Regions from separate parts of the Sus scrofa genome. Here region 2 is linked to region 1. A link is a contact called in public HiChIP or PLAC-seq data. All regions are on one chromosome and are shown on one strand. The core of a region is the stretch at or near the end of the contact, and the rest is flanking DNA. Distances in the headings are between cores, read along the strand shown.

Region 1 (3,252 bases), core at 555-3,054:
GGTGAGGTGGCCAGGCCCAGACCTATTCCAAGGACAGATGTAGACTCCCCTGGGCAAGGAATCTAGGTGCTTCCTTTTTTTTTTTTTTTTTTTTTTTTTAATCCTTTCTTTCTTGGCTGCCCCACAGCCTATGGAGCTCCCAGGCCAGGGATCAGATCAGTGCTGCAATCTCAGCCTAAGCTGAAGCTGCAACAACACTGGATCCTTAACCCACTGTGCGGGGCCAGGGATGGAACCCATGTCCCAGTGCTCCCAAGACGCCACCAATCCCTTTGTGCCACAGAGGGAGCTCCTAGGCTCTTCTTTAATTGTGACCTTGGACTTCCCCTGTGGCCTACAACATAACTACAGGAATTGTCTCTTAATTGTGGCCTCTCCCCAGATGTCCCTCAGGGCTCGAATCCCCAACCTCAGGTATCCAGGGCCACCCCCTTTTGGGTTTTCCTGAGTCTCGGGGAGGGGAGGGTTATTCTTCTGGGACCTAGCTCATTGCTCAAGAAATGCACCTCTTCCTTTTCTTCCTACAGGCCTTGGTCGGTTGCTAGTTCCCATGTAAGTATGGTAACCCAAGTCATTCTCAGGGTCAGGATTTTCTTCTACATGGAAGAGAAGCCTGGGAAGGTGCAGTTGTCATTAACTTTACTCCCCCACTTCACCCTCAGGGAGCAAAGTCGTCAATATCGGGGTTCGGGGAATAGCCCTGAGGCAACGACAGGTAAGCCTGATTTTATCCCAAAGGTTATTCCTGCAAAAGGAGAACACTCCTGAGTTTCATGCATGATGCCACCCCTCTTGTTCTCTGGGAACAATCTGGGACACCCCCCCTCCCAGTCCTCTCTCTCTCCTTTGCCTGTGTTTGTTCTTTGTAGGCATTGAACCACCACCCATCACCCCAGATTCAGATCCTGCACAAGAGTCCACAGAGGCTCCTGTAAATGTCACCATCACAGTGACTACAACGCCATGAATCCCCAAGGGGAAGGTGCAAACACGCTTAGGGAAGACAAGGGGGGAAGGGACATCCCCTTTGTCACACTTAGTCTGAAAACCAAGCTAGCTAAGAACCCCAACTACCCCTTCCCACTGAATATCCAGCTTTTACAACCAGCACAAGGCTCAGCCACAGGGCCTCTAAATGACTGGGTTACAAGTCCTGACCTTGCTTGGGGAAGACAGAGGTGGAAGGACAAGGAAGGCATACAACTGGGGAAAAGACCGGCTGTCCAAGGGCAAGTGAGAATCATGGTGCCAGAAACAGTGCCATGGGAGCAAGCTGGCTGCTTCTAGACAGTCTGTGACCTGAGCAGTTCCTCAATAAATCATGCACACTGCTCTCACCAGTGGTGTTATTCCAACTGCAGCTCCCACACGGAGAGGCTGATCAGGCTTCAGCTGGGTCCCAGGTTTCCCTAAGGGGAGAAAGCCAGGAGATGGGAGATAGGCACGCATGTGTGCCCTTCAGTCAACGCAGCAAGAGACGTGCTCTTCCAGTTCTTTCTGAATCCCAAATTCCCTCCCAAAGAACACAAGCTTCAGATGTAAGACCAGCTTAATCAGGGCTGGCAGCAGCCAGGTGCCAATCCCAGAGCCTCTGTCTCCCTTTACCTTTCCTGTAGGAACAGCACTGAGGCTGCTGTGGTCAAAGGGACTCACAGCCGCTAGACTCTGGGGTCTGTGCCAACAAGGCAGGACAGGGGTTCCTGCCACCAGGCCTGGGGAGCTGGCTGACAGGGGACCAGGGCTGGCCAAAGTCACACTCTGTCAGCTGCCAGCATGACTCACTGGCTCCAAGCGTGTGTGTCTGACATCTGGGTGAAACACAAACGCAGGCTTGTTTGAGGGCCTTGAAGAGTCAGCAGAGCTGCCTCTGCGGGGGACTCAGATGAGAAGAAACAGCGAGGGCGCCAAGGATGATCCTGCCAGGAATCAGGAAAGTGGCGCCTCAGAGGAGACGGGAAACTGACTGAAACTAAGTTCTTCTCAGGTTCTCACAGAGTCAGACTTTATTAGAAGAGGGGTTTCAAGTTCCCTCAGAGCTCTCAGGATCAGGGCTGAGGTTCCAGGAAGACTTATTTATATCTAGGGAACACAGCTTAACAAGGCCCCACCCTATGCAAAAGTCCCTGGTCAAAGCAGCCCAGACTCCTTTTTTTTTAGGGCAGTAAAGCAAAGCTACTTCTCCTTTTTTTCTTTTTAGTTCGCACCTGCGGCATATGGAAGTTCCCAGACTAGGGGTTGAACCAGAGCTGCGACTGCAGGCCTATTACCACAGCCATGGCAACGTCAACGCCGGATCTGAGCCACATCTGCCAGAGCCTTAACCCACTAAGCAAGGCCAGGGATCGAACCTGCATTCTCATGGAGACAGTGTTGGGTTCTTAACCCACCTAGCCACTACGGGAACTTCCAGAGCTGCTTCTTGAGGAGACTTAGTTTCTACCCTGGGGTTCATATGGAACATGGCTCTAGGTTAACAGCAAAAACAGACAGTTCTGAGAAGGAACCACTCTTCCCCATTCTCCTCATGCTTCTCTGCCCTCCCCCCCAACCCCTGCTTCCTTCCAGAGAAGGGAGTCTCCCTGCTTCAACACAGCTCCTTCGGGCAGGTATTTTCCCAGCCTCCCCATAAAACGCTTGCCCTGGATCCTTTTCCTTTGGAGCCTGATGAAGTCACAACAGAAGGGATTAACTTGGCTCCTGGATGGGAACAGGCGATTTGCAGGGGTCCAAGACACTTCAGAGTAAGATGCTTGCCCATCCCAACCACAAGCTGTAAGCAGCTTTACACAAACAGGGGGTTACATGGGGACCCCCAGCTTCACAAGCTACTCTTCATGAAAGCAGCATTCTCTTTTAATAGAAAATCATATCAACCAAATAAAACCTGTCAAAGCTACATCATTTAAAATATATACAATTTCAAACATAATATTACAACTTTAAGGAAAATAAAACATACTTTCCAATATGATACAAAAACATGCATCTTGAAATAAGTCATTGCTTTAAAAGAGAGCAACACAGGTGAAATTCAGTCATAAAGTGAACTTCTTGGCAGTACCGTAGCTGGAATGAGACTTGCCTCATGATCAGCTTAACAAGGATGTATCAGTCTTTGCAGACCCATTCAATACAAACAAAACCCAGAAAGACATGCCTTTTTCTTAAAGACCACTTCAAAAGGTTTAAAACATTGCCATTTCACTTACACCCTGTACAGCACCTATCAGCAGACGATGAGTGCATAACCGA
Region 2 (3,620 bases), core at 246-2,745, 150 kb after region 1:
GGAGAAGCAGTCTCAGTGGCAGAGGGCTGACTCTGTGTGTGTTGGGGCAGAGGTGGATGGTGGGGTGAGGGGGGAGGAGGAGGAGGAGAAGGAATTAGTAGCCCCTAGCCTAACAATACTGGTCTCGTCTCCAAACGTTGTCAGGAAAGCCCACAGACTGATGGGAGCCAGAGGATGCTGGCGCCTCGGGGACACGTGCCCACCTACTCTTTTCTTCATAATTCCTCTGGGTTTTTGAGGGGAGCAGGGGTAAAAGCTGTAGATTACACAAGAGCCTTAACCTGAAAAGGAAGAGCTCAGTCTTCCTTTCCTACCCGACAGGCCCAGTTGGTATCCCAGCCCACGTCCCCCTGGGGCTGTGAGCAGAACACTGAGGCATGAAGCCCAGCCCAAAAGACTCTGGCGTGTGTGGAGTCCATGCCCCCCCCCGGGGAGGGGGTGCAGAGGGCAGACACTCACTCTGCTCTGTTTGCCAACGAGCTTTCTCCCAGGGGATTAACAGGGCCTTCCTGCCACCCCTCTGGCTGGTGCAGGAGCCAGAACACCAACCCTGGCTGCCAGCCAGCCTGCGTTTGGGGGGCCATGCTCCCTCAGAGACTTGCAGACGCACTGCTAGGTCCTCAGGGCGGCGGGAGGGAGGGAGATGCCTCTGGGGAGTCCCTGGGGCCACCCAGCCGGGAAGTACCAGCCCTGAACTCCAGCCAGCTCTGGCTTTGGGGAAACGGGCCGCCTGGCCTGAGGCTGATAGATAACAGGGAGTCAGGAGTGTCTCTCGTGGTTTGTCCCCGCGCCCCCCAAGTCAGAGAACATATGACCAATATATAACCTGGAAGACAGAAGGGGGCAAGGTGCTGACCATGGGTCTCAGTCTTTGGGGAAACGTGTTGCCTGTGGCAGAGGCCAATCTGAACTAACAGGTGGGGGTGCTCACGGACAGGGATGGGAGTGCGAGGAGACCAGAGGAGCGGGATCCTCTTACAGGTCCCATCGAATGGGAAGCAGCTGGTGTGTGTCTCCAAGTCTTGAAAGAAATGACATGAGCTGCCAGGAAACCCTGGAGTCACCCTCCTTCGATAGATGAGGGACAAGGTGAGGCCCAGTGAGGTGACTTGCCAAAGGCCAAGGATTATGGTCAGCAGAGCCTGGCGTAGAACCAGTCGTTCTGTCATTATACCCTGTCCCTCTGGTTCTCCTCCACCGTCTCTTAGGGCCCTGCTGCCACCCCCGAGCACGAAGGCAAGAGGGAGATAAGCAATTCTCTTCTGCTTAGATGGAAGGTTAGGACTACGGCAGCCCTTGAGGAAGGCAGACGCACTAGAGCCCATGGCCCTGAAGGCGGCGCTCCAGAGCCAGAAGGCCTGGAACCATGCAGGGGCCCCCAAGACCAGCTCTAATTCTAGGAGGCTGCACTTGCCTCTCGCCTTGTCCTTCCCTGCACTCTGCTAAGTAAACAAACACGGCACTCAGGCAGCTCTCTGCTGGCAAACACCCCCGACTTAGCAACGGCTCCTAGAATAAATAAACACTCGTACTCTGCAGGCTTACACACGCCTGTGCTCCCTGCCGTCCACTGAGCCCCCATCGGGACCCAGTCTTAGCAGAGAGGCTACCATCAGGGTTGTGGCTGAGACTGCCACCTTCCGCCAGGGTAATAGGACGATCTGGGACCCTTATGCTTGGAGACCCAGTCTGGAGGCAGAGTCTCTTCTAAGAAGCACTGAAGTCAACCCTGAGGGCCAGTGGAATGTGAGGGGACCTTCAGGATGATGTAGTAATGAGATCAGCCAGCGGAAGCCCGGGGAGAGAAGACTTGCCCAAGTGCTTAAGAATGCATCTCCCAGGAGTTCCCCTTGAGGCACCATGGAAAAGAATCCAACTAGGAACCATAAGGTTGTGGGTTTGATCACTGGTCTCGCCCAGTGGGTTAAGGATCCGGTGTTGCCGTGAGCTGTGGTGTAGGTCGAAGACACTGCATGGATCCTGTGTTGCTATGGCTGTGGTGCAGGCTTGCAGCTGTAGCTCCGATTAGATCCCTAGACTGGGAACCTCCATATGCCACGGGTACGGCCCTAAAAAGCAAAAAAAAAAAAAAGAAAAAGAAAAAGAAAAAAGAAAGAATGGGTCTCCCAGAGGCAACTCTTTCCCCTCCCTCAAAAAAGGCCTTTCTCCTGCCAGTCATTTGGATCATTTTCACTGTGGCACTTTGTGGTCAGGAGACAAGCACAAGATGGCAAAACCTCAAGAAATGACAATTAGATAGTAAATGACCTTCTCCATGAGGCCTAGGGAAGGTGAAGGAAGAGTGCTCCCACCACATGGTCACAGTGGCCACAGTGGCCTTCCCTTCCTAGGAGCTGTCTTGTCTTTTCCTTGGGAAGGGTGGCTTCCTGTGACAACCAGCTCACAGCTGAGTGCCAGCCACCTCCTTATCAGTAAGTCAGATGGGAATGGCAGTTACCTAGCGCTTGAGCTCCAACTGGGGAACAGTCAAAGCAAAGTCATCTTAGGCCAAAGGAACTGGAGGTGAACAACAGGAAGATATGTTTAATACCTAAGAAAATCAAGACAGCTGAGAGGGAGGCGGGTAGGTAGTGGTGTTTAAACCAAAGCTCAGGGCAGAACATGGGGAGGGGCCCACAGTGGAGACCAGGCATGGTGGGGGCAGAGCAGCACCAGGCCTTTTTGTTATTAGCTATGGGCCAGGGTGCAAGTTACCCAAATTGTTCTGTGTCTACAATTGTCACTTAGGAGTTCCCTGGTGACCGTGAAGTTATAGAATCCAGCGTTGTCACGGCTATGGTTTAGGTTATTGCTGTGGTATGGGTTTGATCCCTGGCCTTGGAACTTTCACATGCCGCAGGCAAGGCCAACAAACTAAAATAAAACAAAATAAAATTGTCGCCTTAGGTGGTTGCTGTAAAGATGAATTGAATGCCATGTATTGTCTCTAGCACTAGCTCTGCTGCCATCCACAGCAATGGATGACCATGGTAAGGTTTTCCATCCCAGCTCTATTTCCCTTTATTGTATGAAAAAATAAATAAATAACTGAGTTGAAATAAGATGATATGTGTGAAAATAACCTACAAAATTGAGGCATTAGCATCTTCTTTTCTTTATAGGGCCACATTTGCAGCTTATGGAAGTTCCTAGGCTAGAGGTTGATTAGGAGCTGCAGCTGCCAGCCTACACCACAGCCACAGCAACGCCAGATCTAAGCCATGTGTGCAACCTACACTGCAGCTCGAGGCAATGCCAGATCCTTTAACCCACTGAGCAAGGCCGGGGATTGAACCCACGTCCTCCACGTCCTCATGGACATTAGTCAGGTTTTTAACCTGCCGAGCCACAATGGGAACTCCGGAGGTATTAGGATTTAAAGTTTCCCTGTGCAGATCAACCTGACCCCAGCATATTTCTAAAGTCCAAGTTTTATTCATTGGTGATTGCATATTGTTAGTATAAGTGCTATAGTCAGGTACAAGTGATCAGTAACATAGCAATTGAGGCTGGATTTGAAATATTAGTCCTGTTACTCAGGAGCATGTCACTTGTACTTTCATTGTAACTTTGCCCACATGACAAACAGCAATGGAGAAGGAAGCACAGAGTGTGGACCT

The links. HiChIP or PLAC-seq counts read pairs in DNA pulled down with a chosen protein or histone mark.
Region 2: a contact with region 1 is called in an H3K27ac HiChIP or PLAC-seq map of skeletal muscle. The contact joins two enhancer-like sites. A contact is called at or near these places in 2 of 47 Hi-C or Micro-C datasets (both in skeletal muscle) and 1 of 2 datasets of contacts at active chromatin or transcription factors (skeletal muscle).

Annotation. Positions count from the first base shown.
Region 1 is chr9:53,076,712-53,079,963 of Sscrofa11.1, forward strand. CDON (cell adhesion molecule-related/down-regulated by oncogenes) reads right to left here. Exons shown (of 20, transcript XM_021063103.1): 20 at 2,832-3,252. Among named protein-coding and RNA genes, the nearest start is that of DDX25, 49 kb to the left of the region's middle. Within about 2 kb of position 1,805, at least 32 of the 83 cell types and tissues checked have an H3K27ac peak or open chromatin away from gene starts, as enhancers often do. A contact at or near this core is called in skeletal muscle, where this site is marked.
Region 2 is chr9:53,229,301-53,232,920 of Sscrofa11.1, forward strand. No RefSeq gene overlaps it. Among named protein-coding and RNA genes, the nearest start is that of CDON, 52 kb to the left of the region's middle. Within about 2 kb of position 1,496, at least 25 of the 83 cell types and tissues checked have an H3K27ac peak or open chromatin away from gene starts, as enhancers often do. A contact at or near this core is called in skeletal muscle, where this site is marked.